Regions from separate parts of the Mus musculus genome. Here regions 2, 3 and 4 are each linked to region 1. A link is a contact called in public promoter capture Hi-C data. All regions are on one chromosome and are shown on one strand. The core of a region is the stretch at or near the end of the contact, and the rest is flanking DNA. Distances in the headings are between cores, read along the strand shown.

The links. Promoter capture Hi-C pulls out the DNA fragments that hold promoters and counts their contacts.
Region 2: a promoter capture Hi-C map of pre-B cells shows a contact between it and region 1, with 5 times the contacts expected there. The contact joins the promoter of 2310005A03Rik here to the promoter of Mmp24 in region 1. A contact is called at or near these places in 6 of 39 promoter capture datasets (the 3T3-L1 cell line, embryonic stem cells, fetal liver and 3 more) and 1 of 9 other capture datasets (embryonic stem cells).
Region 3: a contact with region 1 is called in a promoter capture Hi-C map of the HPC-7 cell line, with 5 times the contacts expected there. The contact joins the enhancer-like site here to the promoter of Mmp24 in region 1. A contact is called at or near these places in 6 of 39 promoter capture datasets (the HPC-7 cell line, HPC-7-derived erythroid cells, hematopoietic stem and progenitor cells and 3 more) and 1 of 484 Hi-C or Micro-C datasets (cortical neurons).
Region 4: a contact with region 1 is called in a promoter capture Hi-C map of pre-B cells, with 2.1 times the contacts expected there. The contact joins the enhancer-like site here to the promoter of Mmp24 in region 1. A contact is called at or near these places in 8 of 39 promoter capture datasets (the 3T3-L1 cell line, 3T3-L1-derived adipocytes, the HPC-7 cell line and 5 more), 5 of 484 Hi-C or Micro-C datasets (cerebral cortex, cortical neurons and ventral hippocampal neurons), 1 of 115 datasets of contacts at active chromatin or transcription factors (craniofacial prominence) and 1 of 9 other capture datasets (embryonic stem cells).

The regions. Positions count from the first base shown.
Region 1 is chr2:155,773,791-155,776,787 of GRCm38.p6, reverse strand. It overlaps Mmp24 (matrix metallopeptidase 24), which reads right to left and starts at 1,446. Exons shown (of 9, transcript NM_010808.4): 1 at 1,151-1,446. The coding sequence starts at 1,315.
Region 2 is chr2:155,098,787-155,101,632 of GRCm38.p6, reverse strand. It overlaps 2310005A03Rik (RIKEN cDNA 2310005A03 gene), which reads left to right and starts at 1,554. Exons shown (of 3, transcript NR_040634.1): 1 at 1,554-1,605; 2 at 2,398-2,522; 3 at 2,626-2,846. It overlaps Gm45609 (a long non-coding RNA gene), which reads right to left. Exons shown (of 3, transcript XR_001783519.2): 3 at 2,123-2,846.
Region 3 is chr2:154,940,792-154,943,714 of GRCm38.p6, reverse strand. No RefSeq gene overlaps it. Among named protein-coding and RNA genes, the nearest start is that of Eif2s2, 49 kb to the right of the region's middle. Within about 2 kb of position 1,569, at least 29 of the 459 cell types and tissues checked have an H3K27ac peak or open chromatin away from gene starts, as enhancers often do. A contact at or near this core is called in the HPC-7 cell line, where this site is marked.
Region 4 is chr2:155,218,101-155,221,377 of GRCm38.p6, reverse strand. Itch (itchy, E3 ubiquitin protein ligase) reads right to left here. Exons shown (of 25, transcript NM_008395.3): 24 at 1,098-1,170. Among named protein-coding and RNA genes, the nearest start is that of Gm52565, 17 kb to the left of the region's middle. Within about 2 kb of position 1,682, at least 6 of the 459 cell types and tissues checked have an H3K27ac peak or open chromatin away from gene starts, as enhancers often do. A contact at or near this core is called in pre-B cells, where this site is marked.

The sequences.
Region 1 (2,997 bases), core at 197-2,696:
CATGTCATCTTTGGAGAGGCTGAGGAAATCGGGAGCTTCCCTTCTAGAAAAACACACATTTTTCACATATAAACACAAATTAGCAGAAAATTTCAGAGAATTTATGATCCCTTGAGTCCCTTGCCCAGTTAAAAACTGCTGTTCTGGCAGATTCTTCTAAACAGCCTGTCTACTTAACAAACACACTTCTCTCGGGATAATTCAGGCAATCACCAATTTCCTCCAGCAACGTTAACACTGGTTCAACATTATTTTTTTTTTTTTTTTTTAGAATTGCAGGCTTCTAGGCTGGGAGACAGCAACAAAATTAGTACAACTGTCCCGGACCTTATACGACATAATGTCCTGGCTTAAACATGAAACAGACTAGAGTCAAACCACTAGCTCTGTGACCTTGAGCGAATTGCTTAAGCTCTCAGGGTCTCTATCCTCATCTGTAAAATGGGGACAGGTGCTACAACAAGCTCACAGGATACATGCTGGGGTTAAATAAGCTAATTCCTATCAAACATAGCGCCAAGTCTGGCCCATAGTGCACGGTTGTTATTATGCATGTATCCATGCAGGCATTATGCATGCATCCATCCAATCCCCTCTTGGAGCTCCTACTTGCACATGCCAGTGATGAGCAGCTCACCGCCTCCTGGGCTGGCTGAGCACCTCCAATTGTTAAAAACTTCCTGCCTTGGGCCGAAATGTGCCTTCTTGTAATCCCCCACCCCCCACGGTCCGTTGGCCTCAGCTCTGCCCGGTGGGGCCACGCTGATCTCGCCTATCCCGACGGCCCTTCAGCTACCAAGACCGCGATCCGGTCCTTCCTCGCCCTCTTCCCTCCCCCTTCTCCAGCTCCAACATCCTCGGCTTCTCCTCCAGCCCACAACACACTGGCTGCGCTTACTATTTACTCCGAGGCGTACGGTTTCCCTCACACACAGCCTTGCAGGCCACACGCCCCACCGTCACCGCGGCCACCTCGACCCTCCGCTCCGCCCCCGCCCGCTGCCTCTGTCCGCGGTGCTGAACGGAGCCCGGCCCGCGGGCCCCGCCCGGCCCTCGCGCTGACCCGGCGCCAGGCACCCCGAACCAGGCCCGGTCGGTGCCGCCCCCTGCCCAGCCCCGGCCCCGGCCTCGACCCCGCGCGCCTGCCCACCTGCCCAGCGAAGGGCGCGTCCGCCCCGGCCGGCTTCCCGGCCCCCGCCGCCGCCGCGAGGCAGCAGAGCGCGGGCAGCAGCGGCAGCAGCCGCCCCGGGGCCCGCCAGCCGCTCCAGCGCGAGGCCTGGCCCGGCGCAGCGCGGCCGCCCCGGCTCCTCGGCATCCCGGCGGCGGGGGCCCGGCCGCCCGGCTGCGATGGCGGCGGCGGCGGCGGCGGCTCCGGCCGGGTCCTCCCGCTGCAGCCGCTGCGGAGCCGCCGAGTCACGGCGCCGCGGACGCGCGCCTGGCCCGCCTGCCGCCGCCGCCTCGGCCGCCGCGCGCCCCCGCCTCCGCGCGCCCCGCCCCGGCGAGGGGCGGCCGGGGGCGCGGGGGCAGCGCCCGAACGGGACCTGCGGGAGGCGGCAGCGGCGGGGCTGCGGGAGGCGCTCGCTCCAGGCCCCGGGTGCAAAGAGGGCAACCCTGAGGGAGGGTGAAGAGGCCAGATAAATAATTCTGGCCCTAGGGCGGCTGGCCGGGCCCCGGGTCTGTAACCCCAGGCTAGCCCTGGGGGAGAAGGGCTGAGGCTTAACACTGGAGAAAAGGGGTCTGGGGAGACCGCCGGGTTTGGAAGAAAACGAGCTCAAAAATGCTTGACATCGGAGAAAGGGTTTCGGGGGCTTAAGAGGGGTGGTGCTGAGAACCAAGAAGAGCAAACCTGGGCAGTGCTTCACTGGGGTCGGGAGACCCCTCTGGGAAGTTCGCTCCTTTACCCCTCAGAGGGAGAGGGATCACCCACCCCCTGAATGTCCCACATTTGTGGAACACCTTCTATGGAACACCAGCAGTGCCCTGGGCTTCTGGGGCTACTAAAGTGAAAAGGGAGGCTCCTGGGCCAAGGTGTAGAAGGTTACACCTAGTGAGAAACCGTAAGCACTGAGACAAACAGGATACCAAGTATCAGAAAGGATTCCAGGGGTCCCGGCTTAGGGAGGCCGGAGGTAGGTATGTAGGAGACAGTGGGGCTCTACCAATGCTCTGGAGGAAAGGCTGGAATTAAACAAGGGGGAGGGTCGGGGCAGTGTGTGTGTGTGTGTGTGGTGTCTGTGGGTCCCTATGGGGTGACTACAGAGATCTACAGAGATAATGTGTACGTTGTGGTTGTTTGGTAGTTTGGAGGTGTGGAACAGGGACATACACAGACCTGTGTGCAAGCACTGGCTCATCTCCGTTTTATAAAATGTTGCCCTCACTACTCCTGTGTACCGTCGTGCCTCAGAATTTAATAAGTGTTCCGTGTTAGTCCTCTCCCAAGGCAGAGCATGATGAGAGCCTCCATAAAAGGACACACAGATCCCAACACCAGCTACTAGTTATTGAATGCCTACTACATCCCAGGCATCGGGCTAAGCCCGTCACTGAATTATTCCTCCCGAAGTCCTGTGAGAAGCTCCGTGAAAACAGGTTGTTATCGTAAACCACTTTAGGATAAAGAGGAGGCTCTGGATAAGTTTGCCAAACATACATGATTCATAAGGGTGCAGCTGGAGTGCTCTGGCCTCAAAGCACATCTTGTCTGCTAGGATGGTAAAGGATGAGGTGACAAAGGACATGAAAGGAGGTGATGGGCAGTGCAGAAGGTGGACTATGGCATTTTCACAGATCTGGAGTCCTCCTGGCGAGGACTAGCCTGGGGGAGGTGGCAAGGAGCTAGGAGTTAGACCTCTGGAAACTGGGAGCTACTGCACGGTCTTAGAGATGGGTGGGCACAGGGATGAGTAGAGAAGAAAAGATAAAGTGTGGCAGGCGCCCAAAGAGCAGAGTAGGAAAAGAGCAAAGGGCCAAGGGCCCCATCTGGACACAGCCAAA
Region 2 (2,846 bases), core at 305-2,804, 680 kb after region 1:
AAAATGAGGAGACCAGGGCTGATGAGATGGCTCATGAGGAGAAAGCGATTGCTCTGCAAGTCTGACAACCTAAGTTTGATCCCTGAAACTTAAGATGGAAGGAGAGAAATGTTTGTTGTTGTTTGTTTGCTTTTGTTGTTTTTTTTTTTGTTGTTTTGTTTTGGTTTTGGTTTTTTTGAGACAGGGTTTCTCTGTATAGCCCTGGCTGTCCTGGAACTCACTTTGTAGACCAGGCTGGCCTCGAACTCAGAAATCCACCTGCCTCTGCCTCCCAAGTGCTAGGATTAAAGGTGTGTGCCACCACCACCCGGCGTCTCTGTACTTGTAACACATGGTCTGAATGCCTCTTCTGATGTTGATGCTATTCTGAAAGTGTTGGGAGGTTGTCAGGAGGTTAATCATATCAGGAAACTAAAGCCAGCATTGTGGGAGTGGGTTGATCATCAGAAGCAAGAGCAAGACCAGCCCCCACCAACAGCCCCAGCATACACACACACACACACACACCCTGTTCCTTTTTTTCCATGCATCTGAGTCATGATGCAGCAAGAAGGCCCTCAGCAGAGAGCTCAAGGACTTTGAGCCAATTAAACTTCTTTATACGTGTTATAGCAGCAGAAAATGGACTCAGCCCCTAGCTGTGTGGCTCTTTCCTTGAGCAGCTTGACATGGGAGCTGACTCTCCCCATAGCCAGTGGCTCAAGAGAGCAAGATAGAACTTCTCATGGCTTCTCTGACCTGAGGTTGGGCTCTCACTTCTGCAATCCTTCAGTGGTTACAGAGGCCAGTCGCATTCGTGAGAAGGAACTGCCTACAACAGGGAATAGATACCCTGTGGGAGGAACCCCCCCCCTCCCCCCTCCTCCCCCCTTCCCCAGAAAACTGTCCACGTAAGGGCATAGACACCCTGAGGTAAAGATCACTGAGGGCCATCTCGGAGCCACCAAAGCAATAAACTAATTTATCCAAGGTCACGCCCATAGGAAGTGTTATCCCTGAGCTTTGTGAGTTTGTGTGCAAGTATGTGTGATATGTGAATGCACACACGTCTGGGGATGTGCCTGCTCACACTGGTGTAAGTTGAAGTCACGGCTTGACAATGGGTGTCTTCCTTATTGCTTCCACACCTGATTTTTTGAGACAAGGTCTCTCATTGAAACTGCAGCTGAATGGTTTGACTAGATTGACCTGCTAGAAAGCCCCACCCACAGGATCACCTCTATCTACTCACTCCCACACTGGGACTACAGAAGCTTACTGCCACACCTGGATGTTATGGGTTCTGGAGATTTGAACTCTGGAACGTGTGCTTGTATAGCAAGTATTTTATCTATGGGCTATTTTTCCAGACTCTAGAGGCAGGCTTTGAACTCTGGCAATTACTGCATTACAGACTTGACAGTCAGACAGGCAAGAGTCTGTCCTGGAGACACGCATGCTTCAGATTCCAGGGGTCAGGTGACCAGACACTATCTTATGTGTCAGATGGACACTCGTCAGAGATGTGGACTTGAGTGTGCTCATAAAAGGCTATGCACACATCGCTTCTCGGTGTGGACTCGGCGTGTCAAAGGGAACCCGGATTTTAGCTCCAGCTCTGTGGTTGTTAGTAATATGGGACCTCAGACAGCTTTCGGCCCCTTAGGGATCCTTTGTTTTCTCCCCCATGTGCCAGAATAGTTCAATTCCATGGACTCTGAGGTCCTCTAGCAGGGAGACTGGGGGATTTCATGCATAGAGCTGTTCATGGGGAATGCTCAGGGGGTTCCCTTCCTACATTCCCTGACTCTCTTGAGCCACCCTTTCCAAAGTGCTTTAAGAATTGTCTCTGATTGATGGATACTTAAGTTGTCTTCAAGTGAAGTGGACCCTTCAGGTGTGAGGGGCACCCTTCTTAACACGCACCAGATCAGGCCAGGCGGCTCAGCCCAGCTTCACCCGCAGCTGGCTGGTACCATTGTTTCCCCATAAAGCCGGGCTACTTTCCAATTGCTGATGCCCTCTGGCCAGGGGTGAGGCTCAAAGGACTTAGTTGTGTAGCTTCCTCCCTCCCCTAGGGCAGGCCTGGGTCACCCAACAGGCTGACTCAGCCCCTGCAGAGGAACAAAGACGATAGAGATGGTTAATGGAAAGAATTTGACATTTACTACCGCCCGAAAGAAACTTCAAATAATTACCATGAGGACTATCCCCACACTTATTCTGCAGTCCACTGACATCTTACAAACGTTGGGATGTAGGCACTGTTCTCAATTCCAGTACTTAGGGACCCATATTATTATTTTAAAAGATTTGTTTTTCACATGTGTGTGTGTGTGTTGATGTGGGTGCACTCACTCATGCATGTGTGTGGAGGCCAGAGGTCAAAGTTCAGCGTCATCCTCTGTCCTTCTCCAGCTTATTTTTGGGGAGAAATTGCTCACTGAACCTAGCATGAGATTGGCTGGCAGCTGATTCCCCGGGGATGTGCCCGTCGTTATGCAACTGTGCTGGCATTATTGATGATCATACCATGCTTTGTTGTAAGTACCAGCCCGGGTCCTCAGGCTGACACAGCGAGCGCTTTACCTACTGTGCCACCGCCCCAACCCTAAAAATCCTTTACTTTACAAAGTTTCTCCTCAGTATTAAACCCTGTAGGAATTATGAAGAGGAGGCTCCACCCACTTCTAAGATGATGAAAAGACAGAGCAAAAAGAAGTGCAATTCCATCTCTGCCCAACTGGTGGTACAGTACTCTCCATGCATGTAACTCCTTCAGTCCTTGCCACCATTTCTCAGACCACTGCCAGGAAATCTTCCCCTCACAGATGAAAAAATGTCCATGAGGTGATGCAGTCTGTCCA
Region 3 (2,923 bases), core at 320-2,819, 830 kb after region 1:
AATTGTTCCCATTATGTTGTTTCACCCCATCATAGGGGTGCTCAGATTTAAAGTGCATCTCTGTGTTAACACTTTGTAAAAAGAAGGAGGAGGAGGAGAAGGAAAAGAAGAAAAGAAAAGAAAGAGACAAATGGAGAAAATGAATAGGAAAACCATTGAGTAGTAATGAGGTGTATGATGGGTGCGGGTGTTTGCCACCAAGCCGGACAACCGGAGGAACGCTGACTCCTGGGGAAGGAAGGGGAAAAAGAAGGAATAAGGAAAGCGGGGAGGAGATGGAGGAAAATAACTGATAACAGGTAACAGCTTGAGCCCAGAAACAAATATACAAGGTCTTTCCTCTTGTCTTCCCTCTACTGAGTCTGTGATGAGATCCATCAGGAAGTCTCCGGAGCAGAGCGCTGTGGCCGCCTGGGGGCAGTGCAGTCTCGCGGATAGGTTTTGCAGCCGCCGAGTTTGAGGCCCATTTCAGAGTTGGTTCTGCCCAGTAGTTTCCTTTCCTTTCTCTTCAGGTCCTCGTCTGAGTTCATCCTTATTTCAGGTTCCCACTGAATTGGTTAGGGAGGAACGGGGATCTGGGGCCTGGGGTGACACTCATTCACATAACACACCCACTTGTGTACATCCCGGAAATGTCCAGGTTCCAATTTCCACGAGGCAGAGTTAAATAAGACTGGAGGCATCTTTGAGCCAACAAACATCTGATTTAAAGAGCACAGGCTGGTCTTAAATACTGTTAACAAGTGCAGGTTGTGGAGACGTCCCATTTTCTTAGTTCTTTCTTAGCTCCTGGCTCTCCATGAACGATGGATGGAAGAAATACCCCCTCCCCGCTTTTAGGAGCTTTTAGCTATTTAGGAAAAGACATCGATTGCTCAACCGGTGCCTGCTGTCCTTGGTGCGTTGCTCCCAGTGGTTATATCAGGCCTCTACTCTAGGTTGGCGTCTTTGCCTGATGAATGCCTGGGGCGGAGGCTGGGAATCAGCAGTGTCTGTGCCCGCCCCTCTGAGCACACAGGCGCCCCATTCAAAACAATGTGGCCCTAGGCATCAGTGAAAGGGCTGCAGTCAGACTTGGCCTCACAAGGACTCACCTCTCTTTATCACCATCTCAAGCCCCGCTCAGGAAGCTCTCTCTTCGCTAACCTCAAGAGTCCCTTTTCCCTCAGTCAAAATCAGCTTCCAGCTCTAACACCCTGGGGTGATTTTTTTTAAAAATCTGTTGATTGATCCCGTGCCCTGTTTCTGGGATGGTTGCTTGCTGTCCTCTGAGCATAGGGAGTACTCTAAGCTTCCATACCCTTTTCTCACATGGTCACCTCATCTGAAATACATTTTCTGTCTCTCTGCCTGATGAATTCTTTATCTATCTTTATGTCCTAAATGAAACGTCCTAGAGCCGAGCACAGTGGTACGTACCTGTAGCTCTAGCAACTGGGAGACAGAGGAAGAAAGATCAGAAGTTCAAGGCCAGCCTGGACTCACCCCACCTCCTCCCCCAGTCTCTCCCATAGTTTCCCCCGACTCTTTCCTTCCCCTTGGAGTTCATACACAACCTTGTGGTTCCTTCCCCATTTTCACGTAGCCGGGCTTTAGCTGTGTTTTCCTGTTAGATGGTGAACTCAGTGTGGGCTTTAAACACTCAGCCAAGAGGCCGTGCTGAGGTTGCTTTGCCTCATTATCTTAAGGCTATCTCGTTAGCGGTAGCTCAGCCTAACACTGAGCACATAGGAGCCCGGTGTTCAACCCTGCTGGATATGATCAAAGCTGGAAGACATCAGGCAAAATGTGGTTATTCTTTTATTTTCACTTTCTATTTCCACTTCCCAGGAGATTTAGGTAACTGCTCCCAATTTCCTCTCTTATCATTTATAGTCCTCCTGGCCATCTGCATCCCATTACGATTTCATCTGGCTGTCTAGGGCCAACTTTCCTAGGCCTGGCTGCCTGCTCATTTGTGACTTTTATCAACCTGCTGCTCTGTGGGTGATGTTGTAGGCACTGGGTAGGCAGCAGCAAAGGACACTTTCCTAGCACTTAGACTGCAGGGGGAACAGGAGACCAAGATAGGTAAACAAAGGGGATTTCAATGACTAGGGATTCTAGGAAGGAAAGGGGGTCACGTGGTACAAAGAACAATAGAATCTCAGAGGGAAGAGTCCAGCCATGGGGGTATGTGCTAAGAAAGCCTTTCATGCAGAGGGTGAGCAGCCACACTGGTCCTGAACAGGAACAAGTGATGGAAAAGTTGTGAAGCATGCAGCTACATAAGGAGAGGGCTTGCACATTTTCCTTAGCTTGCTGGCATCCCTTCAGAGAGCCCTTAGTGGCTTTGATCCCTTCTGGGAAGTGACCAGTTCCCCCTAGCCTTCACCTCCTCACCACTCCATCCAATTTCCTCTCAGTGAATCTTGTTGATCATCTGACACATACCTGATCCCTTCATCTGATCTTGGTGACTGGAGTGCCAACTTATGGGGTTGAATCTTCCTTTGTGTGGTCTCTTATTAAGATAAGACCTCCTTCCTTGATTTCTTCAAGAAGTTCTGGGTTCTGCTCTCTTTAGGAAAGAGCCAAAGATTCAGATGGACATCCAACTGTAGCATGGGTTGGGGGACCTAGTCCCCTGTTTTGACACTCACAGGCGACTGAGCCTGGGCTCCACCTCTGTGAATCCCAGACTTATCTTCCCACATGGATTCTTTTTTTTTTTTTTTTTTTTTTTTTTTTTTTAAAGATTTATTTATTTATTATATGTAAGTACACTGTAGCTGTCTTCAGACACTCCAGAAGAGGGAGTCAGATCTTGTTACGGATGGTTGTGAGCCACCATGTGGTTGCTGGGATTTGAACTCTGGACCTTCGGAAGAGCAGTCGGGTGCTCTAACCCACTGAGCCATCTCACCAGCCCCCCCACATGGAT
Region 4 (3,277 bases), core at 433-2,932, 560 kb after region 1:
AGAGAAGGATCTGATTCCATAGGTAAAAAGTACTTGACTTTGCCAAAGTCCCAGAGACAAAAAGAAGACTGTCACGAGGAGCTGGAGGTTACAAGTGTGTGTTTAGTGAGCACACAGCAGCCGCTGGAGGACAGGGAAGCCTTCACAGCCCTGTTAACCCACTTATTAGCACTAAATGCCACATGCCTATAATGGTTAAAATCCAAATATGCTTGACAGCAGACTGAATTCCAATATAAACTAACTCTACCTGAGATCAAGACTGCAAAAAAGAAAAAAAGAAAAACGAGATCAAGACTGGTTGATTTTTAGTGCATTTTTGGAAATGAGGCTAAACTGCATTTTAAAACAGAAAACAAGGTCTAGGGATATAGCTCTGTCAGCAGAAGGCTTGCCTGGTATGTGCAAGTGCCTGGGTTCAATTTCCAGTACTGCAAAAAGAAAACCAAAAAGAAATAAAATCCTGTTTACCATATTGCTAAGAAAGGATTCTTAAAATTCAAACTTCATTTCTTGTTTCAGAGAAAAAGTACAAGAATTCTAAATCCCATGTTTAAACTTTGAGAGGCAGAAAAAGGCGTGCAGGGCAAATGACAGGCAGGGGTTGTCTTGAGTTGGAGGGTATACTCCACAACACCTGCAGGGCTGCTTGCCTTACCCTGCAAGTCTACTGAATATCCTGAACTCAAAATGGGTTACATTGCCTGGTATACTAGAAACCCCAGCATTCGGGACGTAGAAAGACGAGGCTGTCGAGGGCGGTATGAGCTATGGGATCCTATCTCAAAGGGGGGCGTGGGGCACTGCTGAGATAGCACAGAAAGCTCTTGCTGCTCTTCTGGGGGGCCAGGGGTCAACTGCCAGCAGCTGCACTGGGTGGCCGGGACACCTGCGAGTTAAACATGATGCGCATACACTAATGCAGCCACACACACACCCAAATACAAATAAATAAATCATATATTGGGTGATACATAAATTCTGCCTTGGTAAAGTTGTTAAGCTATGGGGAAATTATTTAAATTATGCCATTACTAGTAAGTAGACAGAGGCTAAGTGAATAAAAGACTGTTTTCTACATTTCTGATTTTGCTTACCAAGTATGGCTTCTGGGTAACCAATTTTCTTTGCCAACTTTTTCGATGCAGAACTTCTGTGGTCCATTACTCCCTAGAACATAATGAAAGTACAAAGCTTGTTGGCTCAGAAATTCTTTATGCTTCCCAGTTCAACAGCAGTATTGCCATTCAGAATCACGGATGCCCAGGCCCTCTCCCAATCCTACTGCAGTAACAACTCTAGGAACAGAGGCCACTCTACACATTTTAACAAGCTTCCAGGCACTTCCGACAAGTGATGAAATTCGAGAACCATTTTGTTAATATATACCAAGAGGAAAACCTGCAGCTTATTTATCATTCCTTAGCTAGAATAGCACAATCACGTATTTAATAACAGCTTACATAAAAATACATAAATATCCAACTGTCAAAACTTTACCCCATGAATTCAACAGGAAGGCCTGTGCTCACAGACCTTGTACAACTGAGCTTCAGATGGGCGCTCACCTCTCCACAAAGCTTGTCTCCTACCTCTTGTTAGATACAGCTGTGCTGCTCAGCAGCACCAAGTACTGCTTCAGTAACCAGACACTATAGCTCCCCGGGGAGCACTCACTGGTGATTAAAGTGACTGGTAGTGCTGCTGGCTTTTTTGAACTAGATGGTCAGGACACTAAACGTTCTAAGTATATAGGACAGCCATGCACAAAAAGTTCTTGTGTTCTACTGACGAAATCCAGAATAACAGAGATTAGTAGTTCTTTGTGTCTGTAACAATGAGTCCTGTTCACTGGCAGTGATATATCCCAGTAAGATAAGGGAACAGCAATGGTTATCACAAAAAAGGACTGTAAGAAAATGTTCTGGACAGAGGAGACGGTCACTCACTTTGCATGCTTCCTTCCATTCACTACAGTATCTCTAACGACAGAGACAAGCAGGTAACAGCTCCACTAACATGGAACAGAGAAGATTTTGAAATTCAGTAGAATCCCATGTGTCGGGCTGGTGAGATGGCTCAGTGGGTAAGAGCACCCGACTACTTTTCTGAAGGTCCGAAGTTCAAATCCCAGCAACCACATGGTGGCTCACAACCACCCGTAATGAGATCTGACTCCCTCTTCTGGAGTGTCTGAAGACAGCTACAGTGTACTTACATATAATAAATAAATAAATCTTTAAAAAAAAAAAAGAATCCCATGTGTCATAATGGCCACTGCCATGACTGCTTTTTCAAATTAGATGAAACAGTAATACATCCAACTTGAAGCCTGAGGCCTGTAATCTCAGTTCGTGGGAAGTACTGTACGCAGACCAGGTCAAAGCCAGCCTCTCCTGCAGCTGAGGCAGCCCCAGTTATCTGTCTTAGAAAATAAGTGAAGAGGAAGAAATAGAAAAAAATGTAACATACTTAAATTACTTTTAAAAAAATATATTAGATTCACGGAGAATTTTTTTTTATTGTTGTTGTTTTGTTTTGTTTTTTTCGAGACAGGGTTTCTCTGTGTAGCCCAGGCTGTCCTGGAACTCACTCTGTAGACCAGGCTGGCCTCGAACTCAGAGGCCTCTGCCTCCCAAGTGCTGGGATTAAAGGCGTGCACCACCACTGCCCGGCCTCATGGAGAAATTTTATGCAAGAAAAATACAATAATAATAATAATGCAGGCATAGGGTGTTTGTATGTGTGTACTTGTGTGAATAATAATAATAATACATGGTATATGTGTATATGCACTTGCATGCATGCCACGGTGCACAACTGGAGGTCAGAACTTTGTAGAGTGGTTCTTTCCTTCTACGTAAATGTGAGTTCCTGGAAATTAATTCAAATTATCAGGCTTGTAAAATGTCTTTATCAGTTGAGACATCTGATTAGCCCTAAGAAGATAAAACAAATACACACACACACACACACACACACACACACACACACACACACATATTTAATTTTTTATATTATTTTAGATATATGGGTGTGTTGTCAGAATTAGCCTTGTGTACCGAGTGAGTCTGAAGCCAGTCTAGGGTACATGAGACCCTGTCTTATAAAATAGGGGGAAAAAATGTACTGAGGTATGAACTAAAACATCACCTTTAAGTCCATAAAATCCAGGTCAATCATGGCTGTTTAAAACAGGTGCACCTGCTGTTGTGTCTGATCTGTTGCGTACACAATTATCTCACAGCAGTAAGGCAACCAATCTCCACGAAATCTC